2 separate regions of the Capsicum annuum genome follow, and region 2 is linked to region 1. Evidence: chromatin contacts called from public Hi-C data. All regions are on one chromosome and are shown on one strand. The core of a region is the stretch at or near the end of the contact, and the rest is flanking DNA. Distances in the headings are between cores, read along the strand shown.

Evidence for each region. A called contact is a pair of places that touch in the nucleus more often than the background predicts.
Region 2: a contact with region 1 is called in a Hi-C map of placenta, with 1.8 times the contacts expected there. The contact joins the promoter of LOC107879219 here to the enhancer-like site in region 1. A contact is called at or near these places in 2 of 5 Hi-C or Micro-C datasets (leaf and placenta).

What each region holds. Positions count from the first base shown.
Region 1 is chr1:127,806,673-127,813,227 of UCD10Xv1.1, forward strand. No RefSeq gene overlaps it. Among protein-coding and RNA genes, the nearest start is that of LOC124897971, 24 kb to the right of the region's middle. Within about 2 kb of position 3,314, at least 2 of the 5 cell types and tissues checked have an H3K27ac peak or open chromatin away from gene starts, as enhancers often do.
Region 2 is chr1:127,859,349-127,865,903 of UCD10Xv1.1, forward strand. It overlaps LOC107879219 (protein DEHYDRATION-INDUCED 19 homolog 4), which reads left to right and starts at 3,242. Exons shown (of 5, transcript XM_016726305.2): 1 at 3,242-3,650; 2 at 4,360-4,502. The coding sequence starts at 3,590.

The sequences.
Region 1 (6,555 bases), core at 2,064-4,563:
ATGCTATGAGATTGCACAAAGTATTGTCTCATGAATCCTTGACACATATGGATAAAGAAGCTATGTAGTGAACATGCCGTGTTGCTTATCACCCGTTATGTTACTTTACATTCATTAGTAGCCTTAAGTTTATCTTATTCTACTCCTCTTCACATATTACTATGTTCGTTTACATTTAATAGTGTAGCCATCTAACTTCTTTTAGTTATAAGTTTTAGAGATTATGAACTATACATAACAAACAAGACAACGAATTCTCCCCTTTGAAAATATTGTGTGTTTTTTCTTTCAGTTAGACATTGAAATTTTGTGGACTCTATAAAAAGAGTTTAATTTTGGTTAGAGTTCTTGAGTCTACTTTACCCTAAATCTAGCTTAATGGCTACTCTACCTAAACCCTAAATTACGCCTATAAAAAAAGGGCAAATATCCTTTAAAGAGACATCTCCAAGATCCCAAATATACCACAAATTCATGAGATATTCATAAATCTCGAATATCTCAAAGGATCAAAACTCTCTATTCTTGATTAATCAAATACATCAAGAAGATCTGAAAAGTCCCAATAAATTCATGGGATATTCATAAAGATTAATATCCCTTTAAAGAGCCATCTCCAGTATCCCACAAATTCACAGGATATTCACAAAGAGATCAACGATCTTCAAAGTCTCAATAAATTCATGGAATATTTATAGATCAAAACTCTTCCTTCTTGATAATCAAATACATATCAAGAAGACAAAACCTCCTTTCATGGAGATCAAATTCAAATGTTCCTATGTTCGAGAAATATGCCACTAACGGCACTCGAATTACGGAAAAATCCATATAAAATTCTACGTTCGAGAATACGCTACTGACAGCCCTCGAATTATGAAAAAAATCAAGAGAGAAGAATCAAGGGAGGAACAGATTTATACCTACACAGTTTATCAATAAAAACTGTTGTTTCTTCATATTTTTAATTGTGATTGCAATTTATTTCTATCACCGTAAAAATTTTGTTGGAAATAAATTGGCACGCCCAGTGGGACCAACCCTTCATCTGTTCTCTCATAAATCAAATATGCAAATTTGTAGCCGCGGGATCGTAAAGATGAAAGTGGTACTTCAAAACTCGTTTTTGAGTTTCATCAAGTCTACACTCCGACAGGCCTTGAAGTAGGGGCATTTGTAGACATTGAAATTTTGTGGACTCTATAAAAAGAGTTTAATTTTGGTTAGAGTTCTTGAGGCTACTTTACCCTAAATCTAGTTTGATGGCTACTCTACCTAAACCCTAAATTACGCCTATAAAAAGAGGGCAAATATCCTTTAAAGAGCATCTCCAAGATCCCAAATATACCAAAAATTCATGAGATATTCATAAATCTCGAATATCTCAAAGGATCAAAATCTTTTCTTCTTGATTAATCAAATAAATCAAGAATATCAACAAATCCTCCTTTCATGGAGATCACATCCAAATATTTCTTCCTTTCATGGAGATCAAATCCAAATATTTATTCCTAGGTTCGAGAAATACGCCACTAACGGTCCTCGAATTACGGAGAAATTCATAGCCAAATCTTCCTACATTCGAGAAATACGTCACTAACGGCCCTCGAATTACGAAGAAATTCAATCCCAAATATTCCTACGAGAAATACGCTACTGACGTCCCTTGAATTACGGACAAAATCAAGAGAGTAGAATCAAGGGAGGAACAGATTTGTACCCACATCGTTTATCGATACAAATTATTGTTTCTTCATATTTTTATTTATGGTTGAAGTTTATTTTTCATGAATTAAATTATGTTGGAAACAGTGTGATCGAAAAATTGAACCAAAAAAGCATGTTCCCACGAAATGAAGTAACAAAAAAATCAAAGGTTATAAAACTTGAAAGAATTGTATTAACCTTTTAAGTTAAACATAAAGTGTAAATGTATTCTTCATAGTGTGATATTTTTTGAAAACATTATATGCAATTGGCTCATATTGAACAATATTATATGATACTAAAATATATTTTTGGACTGATTTAGCCAAAAATCTAATATCCAAATCAATTGAAACAAGTATAAAGATATAAACATAATAGTATGGGGCTGGATTTACTACTTTTATTAGTACCTTGAAGATACATACATGAACGAAAGCTAGACAGCGAGCTTCAGCGGCTATTAGCCCATAAGTACTTGGCACATATTGATCATAACTGCAGACAAGGAATGTCTCTATTTGTTCTCTAATGACAAAGATTAAATGAAGATTTAAAATTTGATAACTGATAAATGAGGATTTCATACATCTGTATGAGCAAGTTGTTGTACAAATTAAAATTTACTATCAATGAAATATTTTTTGTGTACAAAAAAAAATGAAGTAAAAGTAAAGTTGTAACAAAGGAAGACGTAGTTACTATCCTTGATTTAATCAATTTTGTATATCTATTAGTCTTATAACACTCAAGTGGCTTAATCAATTTTGTATATTTATTAGTCTTATAGGACTCAAGTAGCTTAATCAATTCGCTAGGATCTATGTAATTTTCTCATGTTATAAGACTTGTAATTGCTTAATTGATACCATCAATTCTATCTCTGCAGGAAGAGCATCGCGCTTAAAATCTTTTCTTTGCTCTTTGGGTGCCTTGTCTTTTTATGGGAAGAGTCCAAAGCAATGAATAATGGTCTTTATTTTGACCAAAGCAACGCTTGGGAGATTATTGGGTAGAGTTTTTGAGTTGTATAAAAGTGTGAAAGAGAGTTAAAGAAAGTCTGCTATTATTATTAGTTGCTTATTAAGACTTCTATTTATTTGAGACTAAGGCATAGTAATTATTGTGTATGGAGTTGTTGGTCGTCATTGAAGCAAATTATTGTTTGTGTGGTATGATGTTCTATGCATAACAAATTTTCATATATAGTGTGATTTGCTTGAAGATAGATTGTAGAAAGGGCAGTCCAATACGTTAAAACTTTTGCTATGTAATGGTCCGAAAAAGAACCGAACCACAGAGGTTTATTTTTATTTATTTAAATAAAATTTTTACCTTATTTTAACCCCACCATTCCATGATTGCTCATATCATGTGCTAAATTATTATTTTTTCTTTGTGGATATTGTATTTGAGTTTCGATAATTATAATAGTCATAACCTTATTGTGGTATTTTAAGTAGGCACAAAGATAAAGTGTAAACCATGAATTATAATGGGAGAAAGACATTTAGATCATGATTGAAATTTCGACTCTCCATTAGCTACTAATTGAAACCGTTGATTGTGATTGATTTGTTTGGAAAGAGACCACTCACTACTAGACTTAAAGATGTCTTTATTTGAAAGAGTCCAAAGCAATGAATAATGGTCTTTATTTTGACCAAGTGAGGCCTAGGGAGATTATTGGGTGAAGTTTTTGAGTTGCATAAAAGTACAAAAGAGAGTTAAAAAAGTCCGCTGTTATTATTAGTTGCTTATTAAGACTTCTATTTATTTGGGACTGAGCCATAATAATTATTGTGTATGGAGTTGTTGGTCGTCGTTGAAGCAAATCATATTTTGTGTGGTATGGTGTTGTATGTATAACCATTTTTCATATATAGTGTGATTTGCATGAAGATAGATTGAAAGGGTAGCCCAATACGTTAAAGTTTTCGCTATGCAATGGTTCGTAACAGAGCCGAACCACAGGTTTATCTTTTTTTCTTTTTTTTTTTCTTTAAATAAAAATTTTACCTTACTTTAACCCCACCATCCCATGATCGCTCATATCATGTGCTAAAATTATTTCTTTTTTTCTTTGTGAATATTGGATTAGAGTTTCGGTGATTATTATAGTCATAACCATATTGTGATAATTTAAGCAAGCACAAAGATAAAGTACGAACCATGAATTAGAATGGAGAAAGACATGCGTGATTGAGGTTTCGTCTCTCCATTAACTCTTATTGAAACCGATGATTTTGCTTGATTTGTTTGGAAAGAGACCACTCAGTACTAGACTTAAAGATGTTTTTGCTCGATTCTTTTGATCTTTTATCAAAAGCTTAGGTTTATATCTATAAAAAGAAAAAAATTCTTTAAAATTTTTAAAGATTCATATTTAAGTAACTAAATTTTATCACTTCTTTGATCTTCTTCTTAATTGTGGATATATTATCAGTTACTTTTACGACATGTGAAGGTGTTGAGAATTTGAGTACTATTTTGGGTAGACATAGAGCCCGTTTGGATAGGATTAAAATCTGATCAAATCAGTTTTTAATCTCTTTTTTAGTTTTTTAAGATGTTTCGTAAAATTAAAAAGTGCTTAAAAAAAAACTAAAAACTGATTAAAAGAATTAAAAAGTGAGAAGCTAGGTACCCCCAGCTTTTTACTTTTTAGATTAAAATTCTTTTAGGTTTAACCAAAATATTTACTGTTTTATCCCTTATATTTTCCTCCAATTCCAACAATATTCTAAAATTGTAGCCTTTAAATATATATAAAAAAAAAAAAACTTCTCTTTGCCGCTTCGCTTCATCTCTTCCCTCCAATTTCCTCTTCATCTTTCTTTATTTTCATGGAATCCATCATTACATTGGAGGTTTGTTCAAAATTTTTATTTTAAAATTAAAAATTATAAATAATTCACCTTATTTATGATGTTAACAACTTTAAAGATATTTAATTTATTTTAACAGCAAAAAAGTGCTTAAAATCACTTGTTTACCAAACACATCAATAACTTTTTTTCAATTTCAACACTTCTATTCAAACATTTATCTACTTAATTTGTAAGCACTTATTTTTAAACTTTTGATCACTTAAGTTAAAAAACTATTTTTTTAATCATATCCAAACGGACTCATAATGTGTTTTTATATATGAAACTCATCAACCAACTTGTGCCTTTTAAAAAAAAAAAAAATTCCTTTTTTAGATGGAGAAAGTATAATTTCAAATTGACAACCTTCAAAGAAATCAATAGAAAATAAATATAGTCTAACTGAATTGTCTCTTTTAATTCTAACAAATGATTTTTTTTTTCAATAGTAAGTATTTCACTACTAATAAATATGATTATCGATAGAAAGTTAAACATAAATAGTAAAATATGTCGTTAGTTTTATTTAGTGACAGATGAGTAACGAATATCAACAAAATTTCTTAGCTTTAACTTTTCTTTACAATTCAAAATTCAACATAAGTACATTTTGGAAGCTTTGCTTGGTCAAACAGAATATTAGTTAAATACAACTAATAAGTAGATTTTGGAAGCTTTGCTTGGTCAAACAGAATATTAGTTAAATACAACTAATCTTCATTATTTTATGGAACTTGAAGTTCTTATTTTTATTTTAGCTCAAATTATTTATGTTATTTATGTGACTTTTTCCTAAATTATACTCATTGGTAGGTAAATGTATATAGTTTTATTTAATGACGTAAGACACACGTGCAACATATGTATACTAAATTAGTATTATTAAAATAATAGGGGTAGGTGAAAAGTTAATTTTATATAAAGCGGAGACTTTTAATAAAGGACAAAAAGTTCAAACGACATTTCTAAGGTCCTTCACATTTTTAATATATTATAGATTATAGATATAGATATAAGTGTGTGTATATGTTTGTGTATTACTTATTATATATTTCTCTTTAATTTCGACAAACTAACAAACCTATTCAATTTTCTAACTAACATTCAGTTCAAACTTGAAGATTCTAGTCAGATCAGTTGCTATTATTTCTAATTTATGAGTATTTTCTTATCGATTAAATAAAAAATTGAACGTTGAGGACTAAAAATCGATAAATCGAAAATCAATAAAAAAAAATATCTTATTGATTTGGTTGTTGCTTTAGCATATTTGAAAATAAAAAATCGATAACCTGAACCGATAATGTTGACATCCAATTTTAACTCTCCATGCCTAAAATTAGCACCTTCAGATTTTCTGATCATTAAAGGGCACAAAATATAGTGTTTTTCATATTCTTACAATTTTTAATAAAATTAGTGATAATCTTCTTTTTTCAAGGATTTTTTATCATTTTATTGTCATTATCTTTAATTTTATAAAATTTTAGAATTTTTATCCATTTATTATTATTTTAATATTTTTGCACATACATTTTCATACGTACATAATATAACACTATGATTTTTTTTCACATATTATAATTATAATTGTTTATAACAAAATACATTTTTTAAAAATTAATTATATTTGTTGTTTACATTTTTCTGTAATTATACATCGATATTCATATTTTTGTACCTTATTTAATTCAATCTACTAAAGATAATGTCGACCCAATTATTTTTATACACAAAGCAACAAATTAATCAAATCAAGATTTCATCACTTTTTAAAAGATTACATTTGAAATGACGAGTTGAAATTTTTATTCATTGGATAAATAATCTTTATACATTGGATAAAATGATGAAAAGTTCTTTAGTTAATACTATTAACTTTCGGATCACATAAAGTTCTAAAAAAGTAAAAGATAGAGACTTTTGCTTTTTGGATAAAAGGGGTGGCCAATATTTCATGTAAAGGGAAGTGCTAAAT
Region 2 (6,555 bases), core at 1,992-4,491, 53 kb after region 1:
AGCAAAATGCTGATCAATATGGAGATGCTAATGAACAGGTTTCTGATGAACAAAATTTAGGAGCTGCTGAGCAAAATGCTAATCAACATGAAGACATTAATGAACAGAATCATGATCAATATGTAGGCACCCGAATGAACTGAATGAAGATGTAGATCAAATGGCTGATGGAATAGATAATATGAACCAACTAACGACGAAAATACAGACATTGATAACCTATTCATGCTGATCAAAATGCAGAAAGATATACACTTTCTGGATAGACTAATTAGACTTTATACTTACACAAAATGCTAATTCCATAATTGTGTGGTATTCTGTTTTAAGATTGCAGTATTGCCATTCTCTATATGCTGCTTAGTTTGTTTTTAATTTCTCAATACAGGTCATCTGTCAAGCATTTGAGTATAATCGACCAGTTAAAAGTTACTACTGGATTACTGATCTATTTCCTTATATTTTGCATAACACTTGACAGTAAATGCTACTGAACTTTAGTATTGGGAAATATGATGCTTTGCTATATGATGAAGTTAGATTAACAGATACGTTTGAAAATTGTGGCCTAATGGTTTTTGATTTTCACTCTCATCCTGAAGATATAGGGCGGTCTCCCATATTTTTTGTAGTGCAATTAAATAATAAACTGCTCATATATAGGGCAAGAGAAAGGATATTTGAGAAATAAGGAAAAAAAATGAACGAGAATGAATATCTAAGAAAAATTCTCGAAAAAAAAGAGAAATTAAAAAAACTCTAAATAAAGGTTAAAGACAACTAAATTAAAAAAAGAAAAAGATTGAAGAAATAGATAATGATTGTAAAAAAAAGATAAAAAAAATTAAGGTTGAGACAAATAGATTAAAATATGAAAATAAAATTAAATAAAAAAATAAAAATTGAAAATAATAAAAATCAGAATAATAAATTTAAAGAAAAAAATGAAAAAGTGAAAAAAGTAGAATTATAAAAGTAAAGGAAAAATTAAAAAGTGAAAATAATAAAAAATAAAATTTAAGAGATAAATAAGTATGGAAAGTTTTAAAATATATTTGAAGTATAAAGGGGCAAAATGGTACTTTTAGTATATTAAAAAGTAAGGAAGACTATTCTTCAAAGTTTCTTATTTGGGGTCAAATATCTAAAATCACCCATATTTTTGGTCTATGACATGCAATTTCCTGATTTATGGAGTTGTTCGTAAAGAGGACAATGGAGTGGCGTATGCATGGAATATGATGGAGCAAAATTGGGATAAAATTGGTTAAGTGGTTGATGGGCCTGATGATGGCATATCACGTCCTCTTCTTGATGGAATTCAATATGATCATGTGTTTGATGTTGATATTGGAGATAGTGAACCTGTTCGCAAGTTGCCCTATAATTGCTTAAGTATTTTAGTTTTCTGTTTTGAGTTATTGAGGGGGAATTTTTCTGTAGTATCTGGAATTTTGGGTCTTCCTCTCAACTTTTTATTGGCATGGCGTATTGAGCTTGTAATACTTGGGCGCAATTTTCTCTATGTTTTCTGGAGTAATATGTTTGTCTATCTTTGTGGAAATACATTGAGTTTATTGTTATTGTTATGTTTGTCTATCTTCTCCATCTTTAATGCAGCAAATTGATCTGAGAGATGCATTTTTGCTGCTCCATCACTTGGAATAACCTTGCATGTTCGACTTGTTTCAGTTTGCCGATTATTTTAGGGATTTTGCAGATGTTTTAGCTTGTTTCTTATGGGAAATCATATGGTATTAATGAGTCTTTTAATAGCTATCGAACTTTTATGTTGGTTTGTTAGGGTGGGGTTATTGTGATACCACTAGATTTTAGTGAGGTATCATCAATGCATTTGCAATGAGGACTGTGGATAGGTTTACATAATATGTTATCCAGTTGGGTAATGATTTTGCGATTGTCATTATTACCTTCTGACCATTATACTCATGCCAGTTACTTAATGATGATCCAACTGGCAGTTGTCATTATTGTCTTCTGATCATTATTGCAAAATATCATTATTGCCTTTTGATCGTTATTGCAAAATGTCATTATTGCTTTCTGATCATTATACTTTTTTTTCTGCCATCAATCTCTATCTAATTTCTTAGAAATTAGTGGCAGTAAGGTTGGATTCTCAGGTGGTGTGTAAGAGGGATAGTTTTAAGTACTTAGGGGCCATGATTTAGGGGAATGGTGAGATTAACGAGGATATCTCTCACCAGATCGGGGCGGGATGGATGAAGTGGAAGCTCGCCTCGGGGGTGTTATGCGATAAGAAGGTGACGCCCAAGCTTAAAGGTAAATTTTATAGGGTGGCAGTTTGTCCGACCATGTTGTATGGAGCAAAGTGTTGACCTATCAAAAACTCTCACATTCAAAAACTAAAGGTGGCGGAAATGTGAATGTTGTGCTGGATGTGTGGGCTTACTAGGGGGATAGGGTTCGAAATGAGTCTATTGGAGATAAGGTTGGTGTGGCTTCTGTGGAGGATAAGATGCGGGAGGTCCGTTTGAGATGGTTCAGACATGTGATGAGGAGGGGCACGGATGCTCCAGTTCGTAGGTGTGAGAGGCTTGCTTTGGATGGTTTCAGGCGGGACAGGAGTAGGCCGAAAAAATACTGGAGAGAGGTGATTAGGCGGGACATGGAGCAGTTACAGCTTACTGAGGACATGACCCTAGATAGGAAGATCTGGAGAACGCGTATTAGGATAGAAGGCTAGTGACTTTTTCGGTAGGTAGGATAGGGCTTTACTTGGCCGGTGCAATATTCTTGTTATGCTACATTACGATTGCTTACTATTCTTTGTTTACTACTCCTTATAGGTGGCGTATTTATGTCATGTCATATTGTTCCATGCTTTGTATACGTTTTTTATGACTTATCTTATCTTGAGCCGGGGGCCTATCGGAAACAACCTTACTACTTCTCCAGAGGTAGTGGTATGGACTGCGTACATCTTACCCTCCCTAGACCTCACTATGTGTGAATACACTGAGTTTGTTGTTGTTGTTGATTCATATGAGATAGTAATTTCCCTATTTTAATATAAATGATGGAATAAAATAATCGCAAAATTAGATAATACTTTATATCAAATATAAAATAAAATTAATCTCAAACTTTATCCTAAATTATTTAATTCCGTTGGCCAAACAAACCTTAAGGTATGTGTTATTTCGTAGACAACGCGGAGGTAATAAATAAGTCGGTCCAAAAGTGAAAGGTGCATAGTGCACATTCCAATCGTGCAATAAAGTTCCAACTTTTAAGCCTTGTTATGTAATAACCAAAGAAAAAAAGCGTGTATAAGCCTTGTCATTGCCTATTGCTCATGGTTCTTCCTCCTCCCTATTTCCAGGAAACTTCACAACCCCCTTCTTTCCCTATTATTTTTTCTTTCCACCTCTTCTTGGTCTAAATCTTGGTGAAATCATCTGAATCTGGCTCTCTCCTTTATATCATACCAAAAGAAAAAAACAACAACAACAAGGTTTCACTTTTGTGCCGAAGGGGTACAAGTATTTATTGAAATTTCTAAGGATTTAATCATAAAATCATCTGTAAGTCCAAGATATTTATAATGGATTCGGATTCTTGGACTCGTTTATTTACTTCTTCAAGGCGTTACCAATCTCGATCAGGTTAGTAGTTATCTTCGTTTTATGCAGGTGAAAAATTTGCAACCAAATGTTTTTGGCTTTATTTCCTGAGGTGGATGTGTTTTTTTTTTTTGGCAAGAAAATGAAGGAATATGCACTTGCATTTGCTTTGATTTGTTGTACATGGGTTTTCCTTGCACAGAATTGAACCAACTGCGAAAATTACATTTGTTTTTCCTGAGCTGGGGTTTTGTGGGAATGGGTTTCCTTACCTGAATTTGAAGAAATTTACATTTGCTTTTGTGGTTTTTTCTTATTCTCTGTAGCAGTAATGTAAACAGAAAATGTTGTTTATTGGTCTTCCTTCACAGAAACTAACCTTGTGTAAAGATTACAACTTTATTTTAGTTTACTGGAATTGAAAAAGTGGCATAGTTTATTTTATATTTGCATTTCTGGGTTTGGTCGGTCGTATTTGGGATTTTTAGAAATTGTTCTTTGAGGGTTTTCCTTGCCCAGAGCGACTCCAGATGTGCAGGTTTTAAATTTTTGTTTTATCAACTCTCATCTCTTTCTCTGAATTGTCGTTTGGGGAATGTGTATGTTTTCCAAGGGAAGATACATACACGGAGAAGAAAATTTTATGTTTGCATTTCTGGGTATCTTTTCACACTGTATCTAGTAACATGGTTGGAAATGTTAAGGCATAGCTTTTCTTGTTTTACGGAAGTGAATTTTCGGTGTGTTGCAGATATCTATAACTTAGGAGAGGAGTATAATTGCGAAGAGGAGTCTAGGCCAGAGTTTCTTTGTCCTTTCTGTGCGGAGGATTTTGATATTGTTGGACTATGTTGTCATATCGATGAAGAGCATGCTGTTGAAGCTAAGAATGGGGTACAGTATCTCTACTACTAGTACTTCTTTCCCACTTTGTTTGCATTGAGTTGGCAAATGTAGGTTGTGCTTAAGTTTTTAAAACCAGGGTGACCGTCATAAAAACTTTCTAATTTGTTGTGCCATCAGGAATTGGTTTCTTTTGTTTCCTCTCTTACTACTCTTCCTGTAAACCAATGGGTTTGTGAGAATAAACATTGGCAATCTAAATGGTGTTCATTTTATGAAATGATCCTGTACCTTTAAGGATTTACCTGTGTTTATGTCTGTAGAGGCTTCGACTTAAAAGTTCAAAGCAGTGATCACACTGGTTGTGTGAAGCTTTGACCTTAATATTTCAAAGTAGTGATGTGAAATAGTTTTCTGTTCCCCTTATCTAGGTGTTAAAAAAATAGTTTGTTGGTTTACCTCTCCTGAAAATTATGGAGATACATAATATCATCACTAAAATATCAGAAGCATTATGTGCAAGTAACACTGGTGCTACATTGCACAGTGGTTTCTGCTGATTACCGGTCACTTGTTTAACTTTAAAGATAAACTTCTATAACATCTGGATCAACCATGAAGCTGATTGATGAGAATCTTTCTTTTCAAACTTGTGGACGTACCACTTAAATTGATCAAGCTGCTAGTTACTGGAAAATGCTCCCAGCAACCAAAAAAAAAAAAGAGAGTCTGTCGCGGTCTTTATTTGAAATATGAGCTGCTTATTTCTTTTTATTCTTCTAGTAATGTGATGGTTCACACAATACAAGTAGAACGAGAAAAGGGTCTGTTCAATTGTTAGACATCGCTACCTTCTCTGGAAGAAAAAAAGAAGGGAAATAAATGATAATTCTTTGACCCCTTTCTAAGAATTCTAAGTGTATTTTGTGCACCAGTGGTTCAGGGCTCAAAAAGTTATTTGTTTGGATAGCGACTTATGATTAAGCCTTTCATGATACAACAACAACAAAAAACCCAGTGTATTCTCACATAGTGGGGTCTGGGGAGGGTAAGATGTACGCAGTCCGTACCACTACCTTTGAAGAAGTAGAAAGGCTGTTTCCGATAGATCCCTAGCTCAAGACAAGGAATAATAATCAAATCCATAATAAAGCATGGAACAAGATGACATAACATAAATACGACACCCACAAGTAATAGTAACCGAAGAAAAGTAAACAAATCATAATATAGCATGAAACAAGGTGTCTTAGCAAGAATAATACACCCACCAAGTAATACCCTATACTAGCGACCCGAACTGACACTAGTCTTCTATCCTAATTCGTGTCCTCCAGATCTTCCTATCTAGGATCATGTCCTCAGTAAGTTGTAACTGCTCCATGTCTCGCCTAATTACCTTTTTCCAATACTTCTTCGGCCTACCCTTACCCCGCCTAAAACCATCCAAAGCTAGCCTCTCATACCTACGAACCGGGGCATCCGTCCCCTCCTCATCACGTGTCCGAACCACCTCAGTCGGACTTCCCGCATCTTGTCCTCCACCGAAGTCACTCCAACCTTCTCCCGGATAGTCTCATTCCGAACTCTATCGCCCCTAGTTAGCCCACACATCCAACGCAACATCCGCATTTCCGCCACCTTCATTTTTTGAATGTGGAAGTTCTGGCCAACACTTCGCTCCATACAACATGGCCAGACGGACTGCCACCCTGTAGAATTTGCTTAAGAATTTGTCTTTAAGCTTGGGCGGCACCTTCTTGTCACACAACACCCTCGATGCAAGCTTCCACTTCATCCATCCCGCCCCAATACAGTGTGAGACATCCTCGTCAATCTCACCGTTCCCCTGAATCATGAACCCGAGAAGCCTTTCATGATAATATGCTGAATTAGCGGGTCTTGTAGAATTTGAAGGGATGCTACCTAAATGTTTAGTAGCTTTTGAAGCTCCGCTAAATATATAACCAATTCTTCATAAGTTCTTGCTAAGTGGCAAAGTAACTATTCTTTTTCCCAAATCTCTTTTTTGGGGGAAAATTTAAGCCAAAAGTTGAGTGTGATTTAAGCGACTTTTTTTTTAAAATGTCACCCAATTCGGACA